Linked DNA regions of Mus musculus: regions 1 and 2 are each linked to region 3. The links are chromatin contacts, called in public promoter capture Hi-C maps. All regions are on one chromosome and are shown on one strand. Each heading gives the region's core, a stretch centred on a gene start, on an enhancer-like site or on the middle of the called end of the contact. The rest is flanking DNA. Distances are from core to core; before and after follow the strand shown.

Region 1 (4,186 bases), core at 152-2,651, 100 kb before region 3:
TGTACTCAACCACACCATGTTTACAGACACAGCTATGACCATGAACGTGTATTATACAGCAACACGGGACAAGGCTGGTTCCAATACAGCCTGATGGACAGAGAGCCACTCTCTAGCTACACCATTGCGGCCAAGTTACTGAGTCTATGTGGGCCTCAGGCTTCCTAGATGTAAACTGGACACAGGGCTAGCTCTACCTCCCAGGCCTGATAGTGTACATGTATTACTCAAGGCATGCCAAGCATGAGGGAGGAACTCAGTGAATCTCCTTAACAACATAAAAGCCATCTTCTTTTAAATAGATTTTCAATGTCTTTTGCAGACAAGGGTCACTTGCCATCTGGAATGCACTCTCCGTCTCTCTCTGTACTGACTGAGCTCCTGACAGGCTATGCACATCTTCACTCACTCTGGGCTTGACTAAGAGTGTATCCAGCTATCTCTCAGTATGGGGTACAGGCTTCTTTGAAGAGTGCCTCTGAGGATCACCCTTTAGGACCTAGGACCTTTAACAAGGCATCGATGAACTTAGCGAATGCATGTTAACATCTAAGGAGACCGGTGACAAAAGCATCTTTCTTTAAACAATTAACATGATATTCTTTAAAAAGATGGATTCGTTCCATGTATGCTGTGCTTGTGTGAGCGCACACACCTGAGCATATGGAAGCCAGAGAGCGCATCAGAGCTCTCGGAGCTGAAGCTACAGGCACTCTCGAAACTGATGGCTTGCTCTCTCTGGGTGCTGAGATCCAAACTCCGGTCCTCATGCTTGCACGGCAAGCACTATGCTAAGCCATCTCTCTAGCTCCAACATGGGCAGGCATTTTTAAAAGGTTAAGTAAAAATATCCTTGTATTCTGTAGTGGATTCAGTTTGAGTATGACATTTAAGTAGGCCATTTAGTAAGGCATAATGCTATCGAGATGTCTGCAGTTTGAAGGCACCTCATACTTTGTCTCATCTGCTCTACTGTCATGAATCACTAGACCCCAGATCAACCCAACAAGGGCCCTGGTCTTGGGTGCAGCTCAGTGGTACAAAGGCTGGCATGGTTAATCCCCTTCATTACAAAGGTTCTTGTAGACAAAAGCCAATGGCCAAGGTGCTCTTCCCCCTCTGTACTGATGGCTTTCTTTAAGGAGGTTGCTGGAGGACAGTCCCACCATGTAGCCTAGGCTGGTTTAGGAACAGTCTTCATGACCTTAGACTCCTAGGGGTGGGGATTACCCGCATGTATCCTGCCAGTACTTAGACTCCCTTCCCCAAAAGCTTCCTTGTTGCATTTCCCTGACTGAAAAGGAAACAGAGTTTCTTTTTTCAAACACTGAACTAGGCCGTCTATCTCACTCAGCTCTTAGGGGAAGTGTTTCTGACCACATTAACAGGCGAGGGCTGCCAGTCCCTTATAGGAAGTGCTTGCACACACCATTCAAAGCCTCTATAGCAGGGCTTGACATGACAGCGTAGCTTTTGTTTGGTGCCTGGACAGGTCTCAGCACAACAGGCTTTATCAGGACACAGCCCCCAAGGGCAGGCCTGGGACCTAGGTCTATCTAGGGAGCCCAGCTGGAGGCTGGCACAGGGCTGCCGCAGCACTCACAGAGAGGGACTATCATATTCCCTACAGGAGGGTGAGCTGAGGACACTGGTGCTGGCTTTCTGACCAGCTCCTTCCCCATTGCCCTGTCCTTGTGAGAAAAACTCCTCAAAGGTTGTACTGGAGACCAAGAAGAAAGGGCTACGTTGCCTACCCAGCTGGATTCTTTTTTTTTTTTTTTTTTTTTGTTCCTTTAAAACAAAAAATGTAAGACACTTGAGGGAGCTATCGTGGTGTGCGTGAAGGTCAGAGGACAACCTGTCAGGCTCTCCTTTGGCCATGAGGGTTTAAGATTACACTCAGGCTTGAGAGCAAGTGGCTTTACCCACTGAGCCATCCCACTGGCCTCCTTTCCTCTTGGAAAAGAACTTGACAATCGATTCCCGCTTTGGTTCCTTCTCCTTACATGCCTTACTTCCTGGCTTATCATGAAGAGTGTAAACTACTCTGAATCTGCGAAGACTGGCTGAAGCTTGCTTCAAGGAGGACAGCGAACAGCTTGGCCTACGTTTTGTTGTTGTTGTTGTTGTTGTTGTTTGGTTGTTTGGTTGGTTGGTTTTTCAAGACAGGGTTTCTCTGTGTAGCCCTGGCTGTCCTGGAACTCACTCTGTAGACCAGGCTGGCCTCAAACTCAGAAATCCGCCTGCCTCTGCCTCGCGAGTGCTGGGATTAAAGGCGTGCGCCACCACGCCTGGCTGGCCTATGGTTCTTAAAGGTTGGCCCCTGGATTGTTGGCAGAGTCTCACTACTTGGGAGCCAGGAGAGTAGGCAGGTTCTCAGGTCCCACCAAGACCCAGGAGGAGGCCCAGCGTCCTGACTGTGCTGTCATAAGTCCTCAGCAGCTTTGGACTCCTACTTCAAGTTGAGAAGCATTAAACCTGGATGTCACCAGCATAAGCTCAAGGGCACTATTGAGAACAGTCCACTAACGCTCATAGAGCCCTTCATCAGTGCCAGGCTGCAGAGGATCCTTTCCTTGATGGAAGCCAAGGCTCTGGGTAGTGGGCCATCTACAGACTGGAGCTGGACAACAGACTCCAATTATCTATTAGCATCAGGACCTGGATATCCAGGATGGTATGATGTCCATAAATACACTGGGGTATTTTAGAATCTATTTTCTATCTTTAAAAATTTATTTATTTTATGTATACGAGTACACTGGTAGCTGTCTTCAGACACACCAGAAGAGGGCATCAGATCCCATTACAGATGGTTGTGAGCCACCATGTGGTTGCTGGGAATTGAACTCAGAACCTCTGGAAGAGCAAGCAGTCAGTGCTCTTAACCACTGAGCCATCTCTCCAGCCTCCTTAGAATCTATTTTCAACTCCATCATCTCCTCCAGATTTGTGCCCTGCAAACAGCTAAATGCCATCAAAATCCCCTTGATGTCAGTGTATGTCCCTCCCTGACTCTGGCCCACCTGACAATACAGTGAAGAAAAAAATGAAGAGAGGCACAGACAATGTCAGTTGGTACAAGACACAAACAAGGCCCTCATAAGAAATCCATCGCCCACCTGTTTCCCTTCTTACTCCAGAATAATACGACATCTGTAAGCTAAACTCAGAGAAGAGGGGGAAAGACAAGCTGCTAGCCAAGTGTGATCACAGGCTCCGTATTCAAGAGATGAGCCTGGAAGAATCTGTCTTATGGGAAATCAAATTAGCAGCGAGTCCATAGCGAGATAGTCCTGTCAGCGAGATTCAGGGCGGTCTGAGAAGGCAGACTCCCACTAGCAAAGGGAAGCCCTCACAGTCCCCTGGGGTGGGGTAGGCAGACCAGGCTCTCAGCTCACTGGCAGCCAATATAAGATGGAGTCACAACCGGGTCCACGACTCCTTCCAGTGGAAACAAGCCACATACTGAGGAAAACCAAGCACCCCCAGCTCTCGGAAGGGCTCCTCCCTTGGATCTGTGTCTGAAGACCCTATAGTTGGCTGTTATTTTTAAAACAGGAAGGAAAAATAGGCAGAGTCTACAATACGCTCTCCCAGCTCAAACTTGAGCAAATAAAGCCCTGCAAACTCTTCGCAAAACCACTGGCCAAGCCTGGGGTGGTGGGTCAGACCCAAGACTTAGAGGCAGAAGCGGGAAAACTAGGATGGTGTCAGATACACAGTTAAGTCTGAGGTCTGCCTGGGTTAGGACCCTCAACAAACTAAAAAAGCAAAACACCCCCCCCCCACCACCAACAAACAAAAAAACCCAACAGTAAAAGAAAGTGACTATCTAAATATGGCCTGGTGCAGTCTGCAAACTATGTCAGGTATGCAAGGAGGCCTATGGCAAGGACATAAAGACGTACAGCTGAGTCTCTTGTCCTGGGCTCAGGCGGGGCCCTTTAAATCAGGACTTCATTTAGAGTGGGTCTTTGATCAGACAGACTTTTCTGGTGGTTATTTGGAATAGAAACATTTCCAGATGGCATAGGAAATGAAGAATGAATACTGCAGGTCAGCGACCCCATCTACTCAGCTTCCAGCGGATCCAGTCTCCATCCCATTCCCTATGCTTTGACAGGCTTAGCCCGGCTCCCCCGGCACGCAAGACTAGGCTTCCATGTTTGTAGAACCTAAGCCA
Region 2 (4,574 bases), core at 900-3,399, 70 kb before region 3:
GAAAGACTGACAGCTAATGATCCACTCACCATAAGGTGGTGCAGCGGCTTCTGAGGGCCCTAACAGCCCAGGAAATGCTCAGGGCAGTTTTCAAAAAAGCCCTTACTAGACCAACTACTATGATTAAATTCCATCCCTTTCTTTCCTGTCTTTCTTTTAAATCTAGGCTACTAGGTTTTAACTGATGGATCCCAACAGTTAGACAAACAGCTATGACACAGCCTAAGCAGGGTACAGTCTCTTCCTGAACATGGGCTTCCCTCCCTCTGAAGTCACAAACGTTTCTGAAGCAGATGCAAGGGGAAACACAGGCCTGGAACCATCCTAAAAGCATGACACTGTGTACTCAGGTGCACCTGGGCCGGGACGGAAAAGAAGATGCCAGCTCTCTCCAGACAGGTATGTATGCGTGGGGGAATCTAGAAAGGCTCCTCTCAGAGTAATGTTAAGACAAGACAGGAAACATAGAGAGGTATTTAGGAAGAGGGAGGGTGGAGAGGAATTTACGGATGGAAGGAAAGAACAAGTGGGTATAGATAAGGAGACCTGGCAGGCTTTGGGGCACGGCTAAACTGTAGAGGTCAGTCAACAGAGCATTTGCCTTTCATGTATAAGGCCCTGGGTTTAATCCCCAACCACACACCAGATCCGAACGGAAGGAAGCCGACATGGGGGCAGCAGCATGGACACAGAGAAGAGTTTGAGACTTACATTGGGGGGACAGTGGGGGGGGGGCAGCGGCAATTTCAGGTATCACTAAATCCCAAAAGTTGTGACCTAAAGGCTCAGCATACACTGCCATTGCTATCCAGATCTGACACGAGGCCTGAACTAAGGCACCAGCAGAAGGTGGGTATGGAACAAGTCACAAAGGTAAAATACCAACATCAGAAAAAGAACAAAACACTCTACTGGGTGAAGTCTTCCTTACGAGGCCTGCTTCCTCCAGATGACTACAGAGTCCAGGCCAGAGTTTTATACCATGTGCAGCCTGTTCCACTGGGATGCATAGCCGACTGTGCCCTGAGCCGCTAAGGGATAAAGCTCTGGTACCTCTACCTCTGGAACCTGTACCTCTGTCTCCAGCACAGCTGGCTGGCTGAATGGCATCTATCTTATCCTCCCCCAAGGAACCTCTGAGGTCTCTGCTACAACAGGATGCAAAAGGTCCTGGTGCCACCCTTTCTGGGTACAAGCCCCACCCAGCTCTCCTGGGCCCTCCCACTCCTGTTGGGTCTCTTCTTTGACCTGTAATGTCAACAACTCTGGATCCCGTTAGGTCTTACCCAGGTTAGGGTGTGTCCCCTGTCGGGAGCAGCAGAGACTTGTCGTAAACAACAGGAAGATACAGAAATGTCCTAAGTTTTGTCTCCTTCTGAGGAGCTGAGAGAGCCAGAAGCTCAGAGCTCCCCTTTGTGCCACTATGTCCCCCCAGAGCCACAGGAGCCTCTGTTGGGAAGTCATTTTGCATCCTGCCCCACTGCCTCACCCTCTACAGTGAACTCCCTTCTGGGGCTCTCTAATCTCTGCCACTGTCTCCCAGACAGCTACAGGGGTTCAACAGCAGCAGCCCGCCACCCTAACGAAGGGAGTCCAGAAGCCCTGGTTTTGAGGCAAGGCTGGGAACAGGTGGATTCTCCAGATAAGTGAGTCACCACCACCAGAGACAGCTTCGGACGCAATCCCAGCTTCCTAAGTTTTTCCAGGTTAGCAATCAAGTACACACCAGCTCTGCAATACTGTACCGAATGGGAAGCAAAGGGACTTGCTTCAGAAGAGCGAGCGGTACGAGGGGAGCGAAGCGCTACTGTTCATCCTTTCTCAGCCTTGGCTGAAGGCTGACTTACAAGAGGAACAAGCTACAGGGCTGGCCTGCTGCTTGTCAGCTACACACCACATTAGCAGAAACCTGCCAAGATGCCGGCAGCCAGAATGAGCAAGCCCCATCAACCTCTACAGATGCCCATCTCTCCGCGGTGGACTCTATGGGGTGAATTCTCCTAGAATTTGAAGCAATAGAGAGGCTGCCTCCCCACCCAGATCTTCCCACCCCAACCCCAGCTCAGCTCCTCCACTCGGCCAAGCTAGCAGCTGCTGGGAGACTTGAACTTTGCAGCCCCACCCTCTCCCTCAGCTGACTTCAGGCCTCTCTACAGGAGGCAGAAATCCTCCCCTCCTTCCTAAATGAACATGGCACAAGGATCCTGTTCATGGCATTCTCTAGAGCTGATCAATTATTCATCTCTTCAGAGGGCCCTTACCCTCCTGAGATTTGCTGACAAAGCTGGTGTGTAATGGAGAGACTTTTAGGGGCCCCTGGCAGAGGACACACACAGCTGCCCATTTTGGCAGGAGTATGTGTGCACATGTGTGTACATACACTAGGGATCCCCGAGGGTGTACCCCCCTTTGCAGACTGCAAGCCCAAGAGGGCCATGTCTAACTCTTTGACCCATCGCACAGCAGCAGAGTCACTTCCTGTTGGGGAGGGGCTAGAAGAGATTTCCATGGTTACTATTCATGCCATCAACACAGCATTTAAAAACCTCCTGTTTTTTCCTATTACAAAATGGACCAGTGCACAGGCCTTTCAGTGACTGAGAGATGCTTAAGACAACGCTGAGCCTCTGCCTCCTCTGTGGCAGACCTCTGCTACATTTGGCAGGAGTACAAGACTATGAGAGTTCATGGCCTCTGCCCCAATAGCATTCCATGTGCCTGCAAAGAGGAACGAAAAGCTGAGAGGAAACCTGTAGCGCTGTGTTGAATCACCCTCGGGGCACCACGCTCAGCACCCCACACCCCGGTCTCGTTCAATCTTCTCAGCTCGACAGGCACTGTGCATTAGGACAGTGCGCACTGTCTTTCTCATCACATAGTGCTGCCACTTTAACACCAACTACTCTGAAACTCACTTCCATAGATGTAAAAACAGTAAGGCAACAGAAGAACTTTAAAATGTTACAAATGCCAAGATTGTTTCTCCTGAAGCATTAATAGAAAAGAGCTACAAACAACCTGAGTGTTCCCGAAACACCAGCGTGGTTTTAAAGTGTTCTATTTGTCCTTATTAAAAACAAACAAACAAAAAGAAACAAAACAAAAAATGGGGGGGTTAACATATGAAAAATATTCTACTAGAGAAACACAAACACAGAACACACAGAGAGATAGAGACAGTGACAGAGAGGCAGAGAGACACAGAGAGGGGTGGGGTGGTGGTGGTGGTGGGGAAGACCGGCAGCTGCAGAGATGGCTCAGAGGCCAAGAACACTGGCTGCTTATGCAGAGGATCCAGATTCTATTCCTAGCACCCACATGGCAGCTCACAATTGTAACTCCAGTTTCAGGGGATCCATTACTGTCTTCTGGTCTCCTCAGGCACCAGGCATGCACATAAATGCAGGGGAAACACCCATACACATAAATAAAATTAGAAGTTAAAAAAAATAGTGAAATCAGAGTGATGTCAGGGATGATGGTGCATGCCTGCAGTCCCAGCACTCAGGAGGCTGAGGCAGGAAGCTTTAAAGTTTGAGGCTAGCCTGGGCTATACAGCAAGACTATGTCAAACAAAACAAAGTAACAAGGTGAGACTTGCATGGCCTCTTACTAGATGTTTCCCTTTACACAGTCTGTTCTTCTGGTTCCCCAGTTTGTAAATGGAAGAGGGTAGTAAGGATTAAACAAACATGATGTGTGCTCACAGCAGCACAGAAATGCACGGAGCAAGTACCACAAAGAATGTGGGGCTCTTTTTGTGTGTGTGAGACAGGGTTTCTCTGTGTAGCCCTGGCTGTCCTCGAACTCAACATAGCCTCAAAAATCACCAGTATCCCCCTGCCTCTGCTTCGCTGGGATTGAAGGTGTCCACCACCACCACCACTAGGCTAGGGTGTGTTAGTTCAACACTGAGTGCCCATGGGATTCAGCAGCAGCTCTTCCTGGCATAGCACTAGCAAAAAGGCCAGAGGATGATCATTCTGGAAGCATCTGTGGGCTATGCTTAAAGTCAAATAGACATGTCCTGTAGCCCTGCAGTTCCAGAGACACCATGAACACATGCAAGAGGTTACGTTTCCACAATTCACAGCAGCATGTGTGGACACCCCCAGGAGCTCACCAATCACACAATAGATGAGTCATAAACAATGGGAAGAGCCAAACAGAGGACTGGGAGAGCGCCTCACAAACCATGGGAGGGAGGAGTCAGTTCCGTGGATAACGGCATCTGCCTCCAGGCCTGACAACCTAAGCTCCATCCCTGGAACCCACATGGTAAGAGAGACTTGACTCTTGCAGCTTATTCTCCAACATCCTCATGTACACACAAATAAATGTAGTATATATTTAAAAGCTGGCCTTATTCTGGCATGGTGGGGCACACTTTTAATCCCAGGACTAGAGAGGCAGAGGCAGATGGATCTCTGTGAGTCTAAGGCCAGCCTGGGCTACATAGTAAGACCCTGTTTCAAACACACAAAAATACAAAGACTAACCTTCAAAAGGGCTCTGGTGTGCACGTGTCTACACACACCCACGCACACACGTTCTGAAGATTCTAAAGACTTCTA
Region 3 (4,178 bases), core at 274-2,773:
TGTGAGCAACCCAAGCCTGATGGAGGACACTAAAAATGTCAATCAAAATGGACATTTTTCTAAACAACTTCAGTCTTCCATCCTGAGCCAATTATGACAAGCATTCACCACAAGGCACAATCGAGAGAAAAGAAAGGAAGGAAGGAAAGGAGGGAGAGATGCTGGGCACGTCCCGCATCCTTGCAGTTCCGCTGGGAGCTACGGCTGTGCTCAGCACGGTGGTGGAGGCTCTGGTCTGTCTGTTACACACTTACTTGGTAGTCTTGTTAATAAACCAGTCTTCGTGCTGACTATGTAGCTGTTGAAGATAGGCCAGCTCAATGCCCTTTTCTTCTTCTCTATCCCTCTGGTAGAGTCTCTCCATACAAACCTAAAAGACAATCCCCCGACTCTTACATTTCAGTCTTACAGGGCCAAGCAACCCACAAAATGTCTGGATGTCCTCTTTGGTACCATGGCCCATGACTGCACCTGCTGCTTCTTGCCTTGCTCAGGGCACTGGCACCATGTTGTCCACTTCTGCCTCAGACTGCCCTTCCTCGGAGTAGCTTCAGATGGTTAGTAGCAAACTCCATCCACCCAGCCAGCCGCACTGGGAGCCTGAAACTACCCTTCTTTGTCTTCCTCCCGAGCACATCAAGAATCCAGGAGATTCTAATCTCTCTAGCTGGCCCTGTCCTCTCACCTCTGCCTTGGCGTTCATGCTTTTCATCTGGACACTTCAAGAGCCTGCTGCTTTCTTTCTCCTGGAGGTGAAGAAGTGCACGAAGAGAGCATGGGCCTAAGAGTCAGTCATCTGTCATAGTCATGTGTGGGGCAAGCAGTTTTGGTGGGCTGCTTTTTCTCCATCCTCCACCCACCCGCAGGTAACTGAGACTGCTCTGAGGTAAGGCACATCTAGGATTGCCAAAGTCATTCTGCCTTTCCAGTTTGCCCTTCACTCCAGCCTTCTATGGTTCTTGTGCCCCTGCTTAAAATATTTGCTCCACAGGCTGCTTACCAGCTACAGGCATAACCAAAGACTTCAAGAAGTTATGAACTTGCTATCCTCCTGCCTCAGCTGTCCAGGTGGTGGGATTATATGCATGTGTCACTGTGCCTGGCTTGTGAGAGCCACTCTACTTATAAAGTGGTAAGCAATTTGAAACATCTCTAGATCAAGCACTCACTCTGGAGTAGATGAAACATCTGCATAAGTCAAATGAAATGAATCAAATGAAACCTGAGTCTTGACATGAAGGCCCCTCTCCCTGCCCCTTTGCAGAGCTTCACTCTGCCTCCACCTGCAGGTCTGAGGGTCTCTGCCCCTGAGAACTGTGATTCCTTGCCACAGCACATAAGGCCACAGTACTTGTCCTCAACTTCCTTAGTCCCTCCCTTGCTCATGGCTTTGGCCAGATTTGGCCTCCTTCCTGTGGGACAAGCCAAGCCCCTTCACACTTCAAAACCTCTGCTCCAAATGTTTGTTTTGCCTGAATTGCCCTTGTTCCTCTTTCTGCCTGGTCAAATACTTCATTAGTCAATGTCAACTGTCCTCAGAGTGTGGGCAGATTAACCCGCTGACTTAGGACTCCACCCTCCCCCATGTCCCATCTTTCCCTTAAGGAAATGAAACTATGCAAACAAATTCTCTTTAGCACCTTCCCTCCCCAACCCGCCTGCCTGCCTGCCGAGTTTTATTGTCTTTGACTTTATTTTGGGGGTAGTTCTAGGTGTGCTCCAGGCTGACCTGGAGCTCTGTGACCCGTGTTTCCTGTACCCTCCTGCCTCTGGCTACTCTGTTCTCCTCACTCACAGCACCACACGTGACTGAGCTTTCAGCAGTTTATGCACACATGCGTTCCTGACACCATCTCCTGAGAACGGAGAGACACTATCCCACGGCACACTCTGTTCTTAGGCTTGCTCTTCTCACTTAACAGTGCTTCACCGTTCTCAGCACGGTTCACACCTAGAAATCTAGCACAGGGTAGCTGAAACCTGAATGCTTCTAGTGAGTTCCAGGCCAGCTGGGCTATGAGTTTTAAGACCTTGCCACAAAAAGGCAGCAACAAAGAAAGCCAACCAGTACAGTGCTGTAGAGTAAGTATTCTGTTTTACAGTACAGTACACTCAGCCAGGTCCCCTAATAAGCACTCGGTCATCTCCAGTGCTTGGCTATTACAAACAGTGATGCACGTAACAGGGCAGTCTGTCTGTGTGCCAGCGTATCTACGGACTCAACTCTAAGCACCAGGATTAACAGGGCAAAAGGAATGAGCTCTTCCTACAACTGCCCAGCTGCCTCCTCAGAGGTCACCCATGCTACATTCCCACTAGCAAGCAGCTTCAGCTAAGGTACTTAATTTTTCCTCTGAGAGAAAAATATCTTCTGGATTAGAATAAATGAATATTTTAAAAAACATAATACAATCATGTTTTCAAATACATACAAGGACAGAACAATTCTGGTAAAAGCTATTCATAATTATCACCCAGTGACTACAGACAACCATTGATACCAGCCTGGATCTATTAAAATCAGCATTTCCCTTTTTATTATGAATTTGCTAAACTGAGCAAACTTTTCTTCCCTCTACAGTCTAGGCAAAATCCTATTTTGAATATTTGGCATAATTCTAATTTTACTGACATGATTATAATGAATGATTTTAAAATTCATGGGACAGTTTTATCGTGGCTCCACGTCATTCCAGTGCACATGGGAGTACACACTAGACTGTGATGGGAAGCCAGTGTGGGGAGAAGTGCAGGGACCCTACGTCCAAGCTTCCTGACGTGCCACGCTGTGACTGCTGAAGGCTCTGCTCACTGTGCCCTCTAGTCTCAAGCTCAGGTGACACTTGTTCCCACACAGACCCTGCACACTCTGTCCAATTGGCACTGTCCCACACAGGGATGGGTATCCTGAGTCACATGGCCAGCCACGCGCTCTCTTCTTGACTCTAAGGGTTAGGGGAACACAAGCCCAGCCATTTCTCCTCCAATTATTACTATTGTGATTCCCAGCTTCCTTGACTTTAAGGGGAGGACACATAGACAGGGGCCTGGAGCCCGTCTCACAGATCCTAAAGCCAGCATCTGGCAGGAGTCTGTGCTGTGCTGGGTCCTGGCTTGAATATGTGTCCTGTTCATCCTTTGGCCTTCCTGGGTTCCTTTATCTAACACCATCCAAACAGCGCTAAAATCTCAATTCAGTCCTAAAATGTCTCATTACGAGATGAAATACTTTAATTGGTTTCTTCTAAGGGACAATCCAGCTCCCAATGACGTTCATTATTACTACACCACCCTGCCACTTTATACAGGCCTTGAATGGATATTAAGAATGAAGGTAAGGGGGACTTGCTTGCTTTATGGATCCCAAGGTCTGGGTCCAACCACAGAACCAAAAAGCCAAGCAGCTCTATTTACTCCCGGGAAGGCCTCAGCTCACTGGCTCCTCTGCTCCTCCCAGCAATGCTGCCCTGGCCCTGAGACAACCCACCCTGTTCTGTCTCTCTCAGAACAGAGTAGGTCAACACTCTTCCTTCTCCCAGCCACAGCCTTCAACCCCTGCTCCTCTAAGTGCAGCCATCTCAGGAATCCCAAGGGAAATCTAAGTCGCCTCTAACTCAGTCTTGTCTCCCCTGTCCTATCCATAGCACCTCACAGCTGGAGAGAACTCCTCTCCCCTAGAAACCTGCCTCCCTCACACCCTGCCATCCTCTGTTGGAGCAGGCTCCTCTTTTCCATTCAGGGACTATTTTCTACCTGTAAAGTCATCAGCCTTTACGATGCGCCTCTATTCCTCCTTAGCAAGAAAGGCCATTGGAGTCTGTCAATGTGCCTCAGCTGGCCAAACCACTTCAGCTCACAGAAGAGTCTTCTCAGCTCTTAAGTCTTGCGGATATCTACTTCAATTTTATTTGGACCCGAAACTTTATCTAGACTCTCTTACTCCCTGATGTGATCTAACGTCTGTATTATAATTCAGGTCCTCTCCATACCACAAAGGCATGATGGGCTTGGCAAGATGGCTCAGCAGGCAACCCGTACTGGCAAAGAAGGGCTGGTGACTTAAGTTCCATCCCTGAGATCCATGGAAGGGCAGAATGAGAGAAATGAAGTTAAACCGTCCTCTGACTCTCTCTCCCCACCTCTCTCCCTCTCCCTCTCTCTCTCACACACACACACAT

What was found. Capture Hi-C pulls out chosen DNA fragments and counts their contacts.
Region 1: a contact with region 3 is called in a promoter capture Hi-C map of adipose tissue. The contact joins two enhancer-like sites. A contact is called at or near these places in 14 of 484 Hi-C or Micro-C datasets (the 3T3-L1 cell line, the AML12 cell line, the C2C12 cell line and 9 more), 5 of 115 datasets of contacts at active chromatin or transcription factors (the HPC-7 cell line, double positive thymocytes, embryonic stem cells and 2 more) and 3 of 9 other capture datasets (adipose tissue, liver and pancreatic islet).
Region 2: a promoter capture Hi-C map of adipose tissue shows a contact between it and region 3. The contact joins two enhancer-like sites. A contact is called at or near these places in 1 of 15 datasets of contacts at CTCF or cohesin (CD8 T cells), 13 of 484 Hi-C or Micro-C datasets (the AML12 cell line, the C2C12 cell line, CD8 T cells and 9 more), 3 of 115 datasets of contacts at active chromatin or transcription factors (CD8 T cells, embryonic stem cells and heart atrium) and 3 of 9 other capture datasets (adipose tissue, liver and pancreatic islet).

The regions. Positions count from the first base shown.
Region 1 is chr6:83,380,505-83,384,690 of GRCm38.p6, forward strand. The region is part of intron 5 of Tet3 (tet methylcytosine dioxygenase 3); the gene reads right to left. Among named protein-coding and RNA genes, the nearest start is that of Mir6374, 19 kb to the right of the region's middle. Within about 2 kb of position 1,402, at least 114 of the 459 cell types and tissues checked have an H3K27ac peak or open chromatin away from gene starts, as enhancers often do. A contact at or near this core is called in the HPC-7 cell line, adipose tissue, bone marrow-derived macrophages and 1 more, where this site is marked.
Region 2 is chr6:83,410,627-83,415,200 of GRCm38.p6, forward strand. The region is part of intron 3 of Tet3 (tet methylcytosine dioxygenase 3); the gene reads right to left. Among named protein-coding and RNA genes, the nearest start is that of Mir6374, 12 kb to the left of the region's middle. Within about 2 kb of position 2,150, at least 94 of the 459 cell types and tissues checked have an H3K27ac peak or open chromatin away from gene starts, as enhancers often do. A contact at or near this core is called in adipose tissue, bone marrow-derived macrophages and heart atrium, where this site is marked.
Region 3 is chr6:83,481,093-83,485,270 of GRCm38.p6, forward strand. Dguok (deoxyguanosine kinase) reads right to left here. Exons shown (of 7, transcript NM_013764.2): 5 at 255-370. Among named protein-coding and RNA genes, the nearest start is that of Dguok, 24 kb to the right of the region's middle. Within about 2 kb of position 1,524, at least 105 of the 459 cell types and tissues checked have an H3K27ac peak or open chromatin away from gene starts, as enhancers often do. A contact at or near this core is called in the HPC-7 cell line, adipose tissue, bone marrow-derived macrophages and 2 more, where this site is marked.